4 separate regions of the Sus scrofa genome follow, and all the other regions are linked to region 1. The links are chromatin contacts, called in public Hi-C and HiChIP or PLAC-seq maps. All regions are on one chromosome and are shown on one strand. The core of a region is the stretch at or near the end of the contact, and the rest is flanking DNA. Distances in the headings are between cores, read along the strand shown. Region 1 holds the start of PLEKHM3 (pleckstrin homology domain-containing family M member 3). Region 2 holds the start of METTL21A (protein N-lysine methyltransferase METTL21A). Region 3 holds the start of CCNYL1 (cyclin-Y-like protein 1). Region 4 holds the start of FZD5 (frizzled-5).

Region 1 (3,069 bases), core at 246-2,745:
CCACCAGCTGCCTCCTTGGCCTACACCTACTCACAGGACTGACCTTCCTGCATACTTGCCCCAGGCCCCAACTAATGACTGTTTCTATCAAAGGGGTGGTGAGGGGCATGCCCCTCTGTTGGTTTCCCTGGTAACTCATGAGCCAACCTGACATCAGTTCCTCCATAATTGACAACTTCCCTGTCTCCCAGCAAACACAGCCCCCATATCCTGTTCGCTGTTTCTTGCACATGATATGGTGTCACTCCAGGACCTTGCTTCAGACATGTAAGATCCCCCATCCATTAAACCAGTGATGTCTCTGTTGCTGACTCTGGGCTCTTTCTTCAGTCTCTCTTTTTTTTTTTTTTTTTTTTTTTTTTTTGCTATTTCTTGGGCCGCTCCGCAGCATATGGAGGGTCCCAGGCTAGGGGTCCAATCAGAGCTGTAGCCACTAGCCTACGCCAGAGCCACAGCAACGCGGGATCCAAGCCGCGTCTGCAACCTACACCACAGCTCACGGCAACGCCGGATCGTTAACCCACTGAGCAAGGGCAGGGACCGAACCCGCAACCTCATGGTTCCTAGTTGGATTTGTTAATCACTGTGCCACGACGGGAATCCATCTTTCTTCAGTCTTAAAACTGGGCAAGTGCAGAACTTATAGGCTTGCGGGGTGCAGCCCAACAATGGGTATGTGATCCAGGAATCTGCATTTTTAACAAGCACCTGAGAGTCTTGACACTCAAAATGTGGCATCACCTGGGAGTCCACTAAAGCTTCAAAGGCCCCCACTACAGACCTCTTGAATCATGACCTGCATTTTAACAGGATTCCCGCACATTAAGGTTTGAAAAGCACTGTTCTAGAAGATTCCATTACATACTGAGCTTTGACAGTCAATGGTCTGGGAAGACTAATGAGTAAACAGATGAATTCCGCAAAACACGATGAGTGCATTGATAGAGGCACACGTGAGTTCCTCCTCCCATGCTTAAAAGGAGCAGGGTCCTCTCTGGGAGACAGGTGATGACACTTGCTTCTTAAAGGGCAAGAAGTTGGCCTGGCTAAAGGGATGAGGTAGGGGTGAAAGCTCTCATTAGGGGAAACCTCTTGTCAAAAGTCCTGAAGCAAAGAGGAAGAAATGTATCTCAAATTGCAGTGTAAGCTTTGAAACAAACTTAAACATCAGCCAAAAGAGATGTTTTTTAAAATTCCGTGATTAAAGATTTTCTTATGAATCTTTAAAGGAGATTTTTTTTTTTTTTTTTTTTTTGCATTCAGTTCTTCATTCATTCATTGAAACATATATAGCTTGCACGGAGCTTTGGGCCTATCATGTGGTTGGGAGTGAAACCAAAATTGTTCCTGCCCTCAGAGAGTTTATAGGTGAGGCTGGGGTCGGGGTGGAGAAGCCAGTAAAACAGGTAAGTAAAAACATGTGTGATTATAAATTGAGCTACGTGTGTTACAAGAGAGAATAAAGTGGGGAACGTCAAGGAAGGTCTTCCAGCCTGACTGCCATATCCTGTTGCAATGCCTGCAAAAGTCACTGTGGGGTGAGTTGGGGTGTCTCATTAAGGACCACTCAGATCACACACACTCTTTGTTTTTCTGGGAATCTGAATGAGGGTTGAAAACCTGCACTCAAAACTCTCTGCTTGCAATCTGCTGGCTACACCATGAAAGGGGAGTGAAAATTGACTTTTATCACAGCTCCAAACCTGAAATGTGAAGCAATCTCTAGGTCCTAAAAGTCCTATTTTCAGAAAGAACTTATCTGAGTAATTCTCTCAGACAAGGGAGATGCTAAAAACAAGACTGATCTCCAGTCTGTTCCAAATGAAATTTTGCAGTTGCAAACATCTATTTGGGCACTGGGAGGAGCAGAGAGGTGACTCTGGGGCACTAGCCATTGTTTTCAAAAAGTGTGTGATGAAAACTGTGTGTAGGAAGACAAAGAGATAAGGAGCCCAGGAGGGTGCGGTCAGGCCCTTGCGGGTGCTAGGTCCCTGGGCAGGAAAATCTAGTCCTTGCCGACTGGAACCTTGTGTGTCCGGATCTCGCTTCCCGGGCTGCAGGAAGGAAGCATTTAAATGTGGGACCGCCAGAAGCGCTTGTAAACAGAGAGCCGGGCCGGGATGGTCGGTGGCCAAGCCGGCTTGTCACCGTGAGGAAGGCGGGCGGGCTGCCGAAGCCAAGCCCCAGCCAGGAGTAGGCTGCGGGCCACGCAGGTGAAGAGAGAGAAGCGGCCGGCGGCTGGGTGAGCATCTGCCGGCTTCTGTGCTGTCTGGCTGGCCATTGGGGGAAGGGTGTGGGGATGACAGCATTGTAAATATCCGAGACGCTCCCCGGGGTAGCGGTGATTTTGCTGTTTCTTCCATGCTTTGGTTTTTATTTCATCCTGGAAACTGCTGGAAACTGCACAACAGTGCAATGCATATCAGGTAAGGGGAGATGGTATGAGGCGTTGTCTGTTTTTTGTTTTTTAAATGATACAGGTTTATAAGTAGAAATCAGTTGAAATAGATGATCCTGTTCTGTGCGTTTTTACTGCTCTCCCCGCCCCCCCGGCGCTCCTGGGTCCTAGAAACCAAGCCTTAGCAGAGCTTTTACATTAAGCTGGCACTCCCAGGAATGATTTTTTCCTTCTGTTGACCTCGTTCATTTTTAGTATACAGTAAATGACATTGTGGCTGATGACAAGCATGATTTGGCCTTCTATGAAAGGATTACTAAGCTTAAAGATAAGGAAATTTCAGACCTGCTTCTCAAAGTTATTAATGAGATATATAAATGAATGACAAATTGAGACTGGCCTAGATGCATAGCTTGAAATCAGGACAGATTTGAATTTACTAGGTTAAACTGAGACAGAGCTATACTGTTGTAAACTTATTTGGAAGTTTTTGTCCTCCTTGGAAAGGAGACATGTCTGGGTTTTTTTTTTCTTTAATATTTTAAATTTAATAGTCATAGTGAATTGCAATTTGCATTCATTCATATGATACTTCATTATAAAATACTATATATAAATTATAATTGGCACACTTTAAGATAAAGGCAATTTTTGTTTCATTAACTTCAGAA
Region 2 (3,069 bases), core at 316-2,815, 400 kb after region 1:
CTCCGTATGATATTATAATGGTGGATACACATCTTCTACATTTGTCCACGCTCACAACATATATAACACCAACAGTGAACTCTAATGCATAAACTGTGGTCTTTGGGTGACAATGATGTGTCAGTGTAGGTTTATCAGTTGGAGCAAATGTACCATCCTAGCGGGAGATGTTGATAATGAGGGAGGCTATGCATGGAACAGAGAGTGTGTGGGAAATCTTGCCAACGTTACTGTGAACTTAAAATTGCCCTCAAAAATAGAATGTATACATGTATGTGTGAGTGGGTCACCTTGCTGTACAGTAGAAAATGGACAAAACACTGTAAACCAGCTATAATGAAAAAATAAAAATCATTATAAAATAAAAAACATTGCTCTCAAAAATAAACTCAATCACATAAAAAATTAATAATAAAGAAGCAAAGCTAAAGAAAAAAAAAAGAGTAAAAGACCTTCACCAGTGACCTTCAAAGTTCCGTTCAAATCAACTTTGCAGTCCCAGGGCCCCACCCACGCCTCCCTCCTCCAGGAAGGAAAAGGAAATGTGGACAGAGCCCGGCACGCCCCCTGCGGGATGCGAGGAGAGGGGGTGGTTTAGGTCTGGCTCAAGCTTCTAACCAGTGGCCGCGGGGCGCAATCACCAGGAAAGCTCTAAAAAAAAATGCCAAGGCTCGGGTCCCACCGCACACCAGCTGAAACTTTCCCCTGGCAGAGTCCTGGTCTGCGGAGATGAAAAGCGCTCCGGTTTATTCCAACGTGCAGGGAGAGCTGAAAATCGCCCTCTCCTGAGAGTGCGGCGGCGGGGGGGTCACGGCGGCTGGGAGTCCAGATCCGAGAAGAGAAAGAATCTTTCGGAGAGAAGGATGCGGCCCCTGCCGCCGTCACATTCTTGGGTGCTCACTTCAAGCTGAGCGCTTCCCAAGGGCCTGCGGCCAGGTGCCACACTCTCAGCAACTTTCGTCTGGAGAACGGGTGTTCGTTCCCAAGCCAGGGGCGCTAACTTTCTGTCCGGGGAGGAAGGAAGACCTGGACCTCCGGTCTACACCGGGCGCCCCGCTCGGCTTTTGCTCTCTAGTTGAGAAGGGCTTTGTCACGTTTCCCACTCTACCGCCACGGAGCGCCGGATTGCACCAATTCGAACCTCACTTTGCTAATACAAGGACGGATGGGTGACCACGTATTCTTTGGAGCGAATTTTCTCCTACACCCGCTAACTAGCCACCCTTAAAACTAAAAACAGGCAAACACACACGTTTAAGAAACACACACAAAAAGACGCGCGCGCCAAAACGAGCGCATAGATAAGCGGCCCCAGCACCAGGTGGGCGGCCTCCCACTCCCCGGTCGCCACGGTACCCACGCCTTCGGCGCTCCCGCCCGCGGCTCTGCACCTCGCTCTCCCGGGCCCCCCGGGAAACTGACTTGGCCGCAATCCCCTGGGGACCCACGCGGGGGAGGGCCCGCCCCCAGCCAGCACTTGTCCTGGGAAGGCGGGGAGCTGGGAAGGCGGGGAGCCGGAAACGCGTGGCCCCAGCGCGGGCTGCCCACCTCCGCGCGCGGGTCATTTCCGCCGCCGACCTCGGGGCGGGGAGAGCAACGCGCGCACCAACCCGGCGCCGCCTCGGGAGCCGTAGGTAGAGGGGAGGCTGCGCTGCCGGCCGGGGTGTGTAGCCCGCCCGGCTCTTGGGACGCTGAGCGCGCCTTCGGCCTTCGGCAGGGAGGCCGCGGGCGCTCCCGAGATGGGGCAGGAAGCCCGCGCGTCTGGGGATCCGTAGCTCCCGGCCCGATCCCGCCGGTTCCCGCAGCTTTGGGGCCCGCGGGAAGGACGTACGTACCTGTCGGACCTTCAGTGGGGCGGGCGGGGGTCAAGACTATGAGGAGGTCTCCGAGCCGCGGTGCCCCAATCTATCCTGGACCCGGGGTCTCGCTCGCTGAAAGCGACTCGGAATCCACTAGCGTCTTTCACTTCCAGTGCAAGAAATGTAACTGCGTTGAGCGTGTATAGCCGGCTGGTGTCGTAAAGCGGGATAATCTTACCGTTAACCCTTCATTTAAGTTCAGACGTCTGTGGGGTCGCTCTTGAACGCAACGATTTAGAGAGAGCAAGGAAGACCAAGAAAGAAACAACAATATAATGCCCTGCCCAACGCAGCGGCTTGCAGCTGCAGTCTACACGGGCCCCGGCAGTTTAGAAAGCGCTACTTTCTCCGCAGTCCTGGGCTGTCACCTCTACTTTGCTCACTCTTCGCTCAGCTGCGAATTCGTCGAGCGGCTACAGCACGAACTCAGAGCGATATCTCACTTCCCAGAAGAGCCATGTAAAAGGAATGAGACAAAGGCTTCTTTCCTCGAGTGTTAATTATTTTGAACTCGTAAAATGACCTTAAGAAAGCAATTGTAGCTACTTAAGAGGTAATAATACTTTTTCTGGCTAGAAGCATCACGCAGAATTCTTTTGCTCCACAGCTTTGAGGGAGCAGGGAGCTGGGCTCGGACGAGATGGCCCTGGTGCCCTATGAGGAGACCGCAGGAATGGGGCTGCAGAGATTCCACAAGCCTCTTGCCACCTTCTCCTTTGCAAACCACAGGATCCAGATCCAGCAGGACTGGAAGCAGCTGGGAGTCGCTGCCGTGGTTTGGGACGCGGTAAGTAACCCCCGGGGGGAGCCTCCAGCAACTGATTATAAGACTGGTCTTTATTTTTTTTTAATAATAGTTTTATTGGGATATAATTCTATACCGTACATTTCATCTATTTAAAGTAGTTTGGTTTTTGTTTTTTTTTTTCTTAAGTAAATCCACGGAGTGGCCCAACTGTCGCCACACTCAATTGAAAACATTTCATCATCCCACTCCCTTCAAAAAAATTTCTAGGAGTTCCTGTAGTGGCACAGTGGTTAACAAATCTGACTAGGAACCATGAGGTTGAGGGTTCGATCCCTGGCCTTGCTCAGTGGGTTAAAGATCTGGCATTGCTGTGAGCTGTGGTGTAGGTTGCAGACGCGGCTCAGATCCTGTGTTGCTGTGGCTTTGGCATGGGCTGATGGCTACAGCTCCAATTCGAACCCT
Region 3 (3,069 bases), core at 390-2,889, 310 kb after region 1:
GGAGAAGAAAGGGAGTCATGGAGACACTTTTCTGCAGAATCTGACATCTTAACTCCCAAATCTTCATATTACAAATTAAAATCTGAATTTGCTTTCTTCTGTTTTGAAACGTTTAACAGTCTGGTGAATCACCTCACCTCTTCTTTAAAACTGGCAACGTGTAAATGAAGTCGGTTAAGGCTGCGGGGCTGAAGACAGTTGTGTCCAAGTGGGAATTTGAAAGTAATCAGAACCCCGTGGGTTCGAATTTGGGTAAAAAAACTATTCTCTGCAGCCGTGGCAGTAACATTTCAAACGTTCGCACTTATTTGAAGCCCCCCGCCCCCAATCATTTTCTTTATTTTCGTGCTCAAATTACAGTTAGAAGGAAGAAAGCAGCTTCTATCAGGGCGACTGAAAACGTTAAAATTCAAATAATTTTACCGAAGAACGCCATATAGACTCTGTCGATCTCTATTTTGAACTTAAATAACAAATTCTGGAATGCGTCTAAATTGTATCAACTGCCTTAACTACCTTACCTGGTTCCTTCACTTAGGTACCATCTGGATAGGTAAGGATAAGGAGGTGGGATGGATACGCCATAGTTGGGTTATTTAAGTTTTCACTGAGAATACAGAGACTATACCAGAAAGTCTTTATAAAGTCCCACCAGGCGTTAATAAAGAGCCGCAAACAGGAAGGGTCGCAGACCGGAGGGTCTCAGACTGGGGTGGGAAATGGGAATGGGGGAAAGAACTGGGCTTTCGGGTAGATTAGAGGAAAAAAGACTGGCTGGACGCGACGGGAAAAGAATAAGGGGTGGGGACGCCAAGCAGAACCAGCCTTCATCCCCGGTGCCCAGCCCTGGGAAAGCCAGCTCCGGGCAGGAAGGAGCCCTAGGCGGCGGCTCCCTCCCGGGGGAACCCTGGGGGCGGCGGAGGCCAGAGGTAAGCCCGAGAACAGATGCAGCCGGCCCCGCGAGGGGCGAGGTGCGCCTACCACCGCCTTACCTTCGGGCATCTCCCGGTCGCTGATGTGCTGCAGGTGGTGGCCCTCGCCGGCTCCGTAATCCAACTCAGCTGGTTCCACGGCAGCCGGCGCGGAAGCTACTGCCACCGCGTCCCCAGCCGCCGCCTCACAGACTTCAGACTCGTAGTCTGGCTCCACCGGCCCCTTGCGCCTGCCCAGCTTGGGGCTGGCATTGGGCGACAAGCAACAGGACAACGTGTTCCCCATGGGGCGCCTCCGCTTCTGGCCGCCACCTCCTCGGCTCGCCCTGCGACTCCGCCGTTCTCAGCAACCGCCCCCTCCCCCAACAATGGCGAGGCCGGCACGGGCAGCCCCGGGCTATGCCGGGGCTGCGCCGCGCATGCAGACGCGGCCTCGGCCCCACTCGCCCGTCCGCCCCGCCGCCGGGCCCGGGGCAGGGCTCCGGCCCCGGCCGCACCCCCGCCGCCGCGCCGCTGCCGCCTCCCCGGAGCCAACTAGTCTGTGAGGGCGGTGACCAGACCGGCTTATTTAAAAGGGGTGGGGACCCGACAAACGCTGAGACGCGCAGCCACTGCCGGGAGAGAGCGCAGCCGGAGCTCCTCCTCCTTCCGCCGCCGCCTCCCGACTGAAAGCCTCGCCTGGCTGGCCCCTGCCAACCGGAACGCGTCCTTTGGTCACCTGGTTACGACGGACCAATCACATCTAGAGTTCCCTCCACGCGCCCGCCTCAAGCGTAGGCACGTGACTCATAATGCCCCGCCCCTGCCCATCGGCGCTCCGCCCCCCGCGAGGCGCGCCCTGAACTCTGGTTTCCATTCATCTCTCACGGCTCGGAGCTTTCCGGTCCTGCGGAAGCGTTGCGGGAGTTTGTTAACTGAAGCTGTCCTGGCTGAGCGGGCTCTATAAAATAGCCCCTTAAGTAAAGAGCCAGTTCGTTAGCAACTTGGTTTCGCTAGGTCTGACGGCTGGCTCATTTGATGTACTGCTCAACGAACTTAGTTACACCCGAATTGTTGACCGTTTTTGTAACTAAATGCTCCTCTGTTCTGCCTTCAGTTTGACCACAGCAACCCCCGGGGCCCTGGTCTTACCTTCAGTAAAAAGCTGTGGCAGTGTCTTGAATAAGACTCGAGGACACGTCACCCCTACACTTCCTCATCGGTAAAATAGGCACCGAACTCGTTCCTTCCACTTCTGAAACGCGGGGATTCAGCAACTCTTTCTCGCCAACGCATAAAGCACGTTTTTCTCATACAAAATTGAGAGTCACAAAGTGGAGTACCACGGTCTTGAATTGATGAAGGAGGTTAACGATAGCTAACATTTGGCGAACACTTAATACGCGCCCGACCCTTTCCAAGTGTGGTGCTCATTAACCCTTGAGAACAAAACCATCAGGAACACAGATTTTCCATAAATTAAATAACGCTCCCAAGGTCACCTAATTGCTCAGGGGTATGGCCAGGATTTGATCCCTGATAGTGTGGATCCCTAAAGGGGTGGGGACGCCAGGCAGAACCAGCCTTCATCCCTGGTGCCCAGCCCTGGGATTGTGATTATCAGGAAATAAAGACAGAAATCAAATTTGGTTGGAAGTGGCACAGCATATCAGGATTTTATTTTATTTTTAAGGAGGGACAGCTTTTTGATGTGGATTTTAAAATGCTTTCCCTTCATTCAGCATTAATTAGCGCTCCCTATGTGCCCGGCATTGTGTTTGGGGAAATAACCCTGCCCTCAGTGAGCTTAGACACCTGAGAAAAACAAAGGCTTTGAAAGTCCAATTGTCTGAGGCCACACTGCTGCAGAATACTTGAACCTGAAATTCAAACCTAGATCTGCCTAACCCCAAAGTAGATGCTGGGGTAAAGAGTTTGAATTGTTTCCCAGAAACATGAGAATCATTGAATGTTGTGAAGGTAAGATGTCCCTATCAGGTGGTTTGTAGTTAGGTCACTCTGGACAATAAGGAGGATTGAAGGACACAACAGGACCAATTGAGAGACTTTATATTCATCTAAAAGAAAAGAAAGGGTTCAGACTGAAAGCAGTGGCAGACTGGAGTGGAAGGAAAGGATATGAGGCCATTTGGGAGAC
Region 4 (3,069 bases), core at 229-2,728, 270 kb after region 1:
CGATAAACTGATAAAGGACTAACCTGTCTCGAGTCTTCCTAAGAGAAAGAAAATCACTTTCCTGTCGCAACAGTAAGATTTTGTTACGAAATGCAAAAGTAAAGGTTAAAGCCTGGGAGCTAACCAGTAGCATAATGGCGGGGGTGGGGTGGGGGGAGAGTGGTGGCTGTTAAAACTGTGGATGCAGCAGCCCAAATATCTCGGTTCAAATCCCAGGTTTGCCATTTGAGCGCCTACTCTATGCCAGGCGCTCAGAATACCGAGCTTCCCAAGATTGTCTAGGTTGTGGCTTTCCTGGGGGTTGCTATTATTAGCTTGGTTGCCTTGGTCAAGTTTCTAAACCTCTTGTTTGTTCACCTGTAAGGAGTGCCTGCCTCATAGAATTGTTGTAAGGATCTGAGACACCCTGTATTAAGATATGAACGATTAACACGCTGTCCGACACACAATAGGGGCTCAGGAAGCGTTTGTTCTCTCAACTTAAGCTCACCTGGTATGAGGACAACGCAGAGAGGAGACAGGTGCCACAGTTAAAAGTGATTCTTTGAGCAGTTCTTTTAAACAAGCGCTGGACTCTAAGGATGCTTAGCTGGAGAGAGGAGACCTGGTAGGGGCCCTGGAAGCAAGGGTTCGTAAGCTAGACCATTACAGAAAAGTGGACAAGGCACGGGTGGGCGCCACTAGAGAACTCGGGAGGGACTTCGAGCTAGGGTTTCCCGCCCCGGGTCTCAAGAAGGCGAAATTAGCATTTGCCCCGCCCCCACTGCTTCCCGGCCCGCGATTGGCCCGCACTCCTCAGCGGCCCGCTCGGGGAGGGGGCAGGAGGGCGCCCGAAGAGAGGCCGATCCCGCGGGGCAGTGGGCGGGGACGCGCGGAGAGCGTGGCGGGGCGGCCCACCAACCGAGCTCCAGCTCAAAGGGGCGGGGTCGGGGCGGAGCCTCCTGGCGGGCATTAGAAGCAGGTGACCCGGGCGGGGCGCAAGAGGCCAGTCCAGCCTGCGGCCGCAAGTGCACTACAGCCGTCGTCGCCGCCGCGCGCCGTTGAGTACCCGCCAGAGGTGGGCGAAAGGGTGCTAGAGCGCGGAGGAGGAGCCGAGTCCCGCACGTCCCGGGAGCGCCGCCACCGCCCCCAGGAATCAGCTGGAGCGCGGAGCCCCCTGCAGGGGAGGAGGCGAGCGGCGGGCGGGACGCGGCGGCGGGCGCGCACCATGCAGTCCTGGCGGAGCCAACACCAGCTGCTGGCGGTACTGTGAGGCCGCGGAAGCCCCCGGTCGCCGCACACCGCCTTCCTTTTGCCCAGGTGCTGCCAGGCGCGCTCGCCCTTGGTGGACCCTGGTGGAAGGCACGGCCGACCCCAGCCCTGTCCCGCTCGGATCATGCAGGGGGCCCCGGAGAAGGAGAGGGCGAGTGACCGGTCTGTGGCGACCTCGTTCAGCGGGCGACCGCCTCTCTAAGACACCCCCACCTGCTGCCATGTGCTGCCTCGGGTACCCAGCTTATCGCCAAACTTTCTCGATGCCAGCTCGGTTCAAAGTCGCGTTTCTGAGCTAAGAGCCCCAGGGACGGAGGATTCAGGCTGGCGACTGACTATCTGCTTCTCACGGGATCCTTCGAGGTGAGAGTACGCGCCTTCTCCTCCTCCCAGTTGTTTTCCCTGCCCTTCTGCCCTTTTCCAGAGGGCTGAGCGCTCTGACCTCGGGGTACAGCGTGGAAGGCCGGGCGGAAAGGGAGGCGGGATGAGAGGCGGGGAGTCTGTAGTTTGGTTTCTGGAGGTGGAGGGAAGGGAAGGGAAAGAGGTTAACTTAGAGATCTGGAGACTGCTCGCGAGGACTAAGCCATTGACGCCCCTCTCCTTGGCAGTGGCAGCAATCTTTCTTCTCCCCCACCTTCTTTTTTAAAGAGTACTTTCCCTGGAATCGGAGCCTTAACTGTCCCTCCTCAGCCCTATCCAGCGAAGAGCTGAGCTCTCCCTGCGGAGGCAGCGCCCTCCCGGAACAGTTTATCTTTGGACGGATTTCTTTAAAAGAAAGAGAAACCAACAGGTTGCCAGCCCCGGCGCCACACAAGTCTGCAGAGAGGGAAGCACGGTCCTGGTTTCCCCTGCCTGAGCTGGCCCCGCTTGGGCTGCGGGAGGAGAGGGGAGGGAGGGGGCTATGGCTCGGCCTGACCCGTCCGCGCCGCCTTCGCTGCTGCTGCTGCTCTTGGCGCAGCTGGCGGGCCGGGCGACGGCCGCTTCCAAGGCGCCGGTGTGCCAGGAAATCACAGTGCCTATGTGCCGCGGCATCGGCTACAACCTGACGCACATGCCCAACCAGTTCAACCACGACACGCAGGACGAGGCGGGCCTCGAGGTGCACCAGTTCTGGCCGTTGGTGGAGATCCACTGCTCGCCGGACCTGCGCTTCTTCCTGTGCTCCATGTACACGCCCATCTGCCTGCCCGACTACCACAAGCCGCTGCCGCCGTGCCGCTCGGTGTGCGAGCGCGCCAAGGCCGGCTGCTCGCCGCTCATGCGCCAGTACGGCTTTGCCTGGCCGGAACGCATGAGCTGCGACCGCCTCCCGGTGCTGGGCCGCGACGCCGAGGTCCTGTGCATGGATTACAACCGCAGCGAGGCCACCACGGCGCCCCCCAGGCCCTTCCCGGCCAAGCCCACCCTCTCAGGCCCTCCGGGGGCGCCGGCCTCAGGGAGCGACTGCGTCGCCGGGGGCCCGTCGGTGTGCAAGTGCCGCGAGCCCTTCGTGCCCATTCTGAAGGAGTCGCACCCCCTTTACAACAAAGTGCGGACGGGCCAGGTACCCAACTGCGCGGTACCCTGCTACCAGCCGTCCTTTAGCCCGGACGAGCGCACGTTCGCCACCTTCTGGATCGGCCTGTGGTCTGTGCTGTGCTTCATCTCCACTTCCACCACGGTGGCCACCTTCTTAATAGACATGGAACGCTTCCGCTACCCTGAGCGCCCCATCATCTTTCTGTCAGCCTGCTACCTGTGCGTGTCGCTGGGCTTCCTGGTGCGCCTAGTCGTGGGCCATGCCAGCGTCGCCTGCAGCCGTGAGCACAGCCACATCCA

What was found. A called contact is a pair of places that touch in the nucleus more often than the background predicts. HiChIP or PLAC-seq counts read pairs in DNA pulled down with a chosen protein or histone mark.
Region 2: a contact with region 1 is called in an H3K27ac HiChIP or PLAC-seq map of alveolar macrophages. The contact joins the promoter of METTL21A here to the promoter of PLEKHM3 in region 1. A contact is called at or near these places in 2 of 2 datasets of contacts at active chromatin or transcription factors (alveolar macrophages and skeletal muscle).
Region 3: a contact with region 1 is called in an H3K27ac HiChIP or PLAC-seq map of alveolar macrophages. The contact joins the promoter of CCNYL1 here to the promoter of PLEKHM3 in region 1. A contact is called at or near these places in 1 of 5 promoter capture datasets (fetal liver) and 1 of 2 datasets of contacts at active chromatin or transcription factors (alveolar macrophages).
Region 4: a contact with region 1 is called in a Hi-C map of liver, with 3 times the contacts expected there. The contact joins the promoter of FZD5 here to the promoter of PLEKHM3 in region 1. A contact is called at or near these places in 4 of 47 Hi-C or Micro-C datasets (heart right ventricle, liver and skeletal muscle) and 1 of 2 datasets of contacts at active chromatin or transcription factors (alveolar macrophages).

What each region holds. Positions count from the first base shown.
Region 1 is chr15:111,184,354-111,187,422 of Sscrofa11.1, reverse strand. PLEKHM3 (pleckstrin homology domain-containing family M member 3) reads left to right here and starts at 1,495. Exons shown (of 8, transcript XM_021076249.1): 1 at 1,495-1,538.
Region 2 is chr15:110,787,962-110,791,030 of Sscrofa11.1, reverse strand. METTL21A (protein N-lysine methyltransferase METTL21A) reads left to right here and starts at 1,565. Exons shown (of 4, transcript XM_003133611.4): 1 at 1,565-1,827; 2 at 2,467-2,646. The coding sequence starts at 2,500.
Region 3 is chr15:110,872,482-110,875,550 of Sscrofa11.1, reverse strand. CCNYL1 (cyclin-Y-like protein 1) reads right to left here and starts at 1,639. Exons shown (of 8, transcript XM_005672131.3): 1 at 993-1,639. The coding sequence starts at 1,218.
Region 4 is chr15:110,919,271-110,922,339 of Sscrofa11.1, reverse strand. FZD5 (frizzled-5) reads left to right here and starts at 1,478. Exons shown (of 2, transcript XR_002339431.1): 1 at 1,478-1,614. LOC110257173 (a long non-coding RNA gene) reads right to left here and starts at 869. Exons shown (of 3, transcript XR_002339433.1): 1 at 491-869.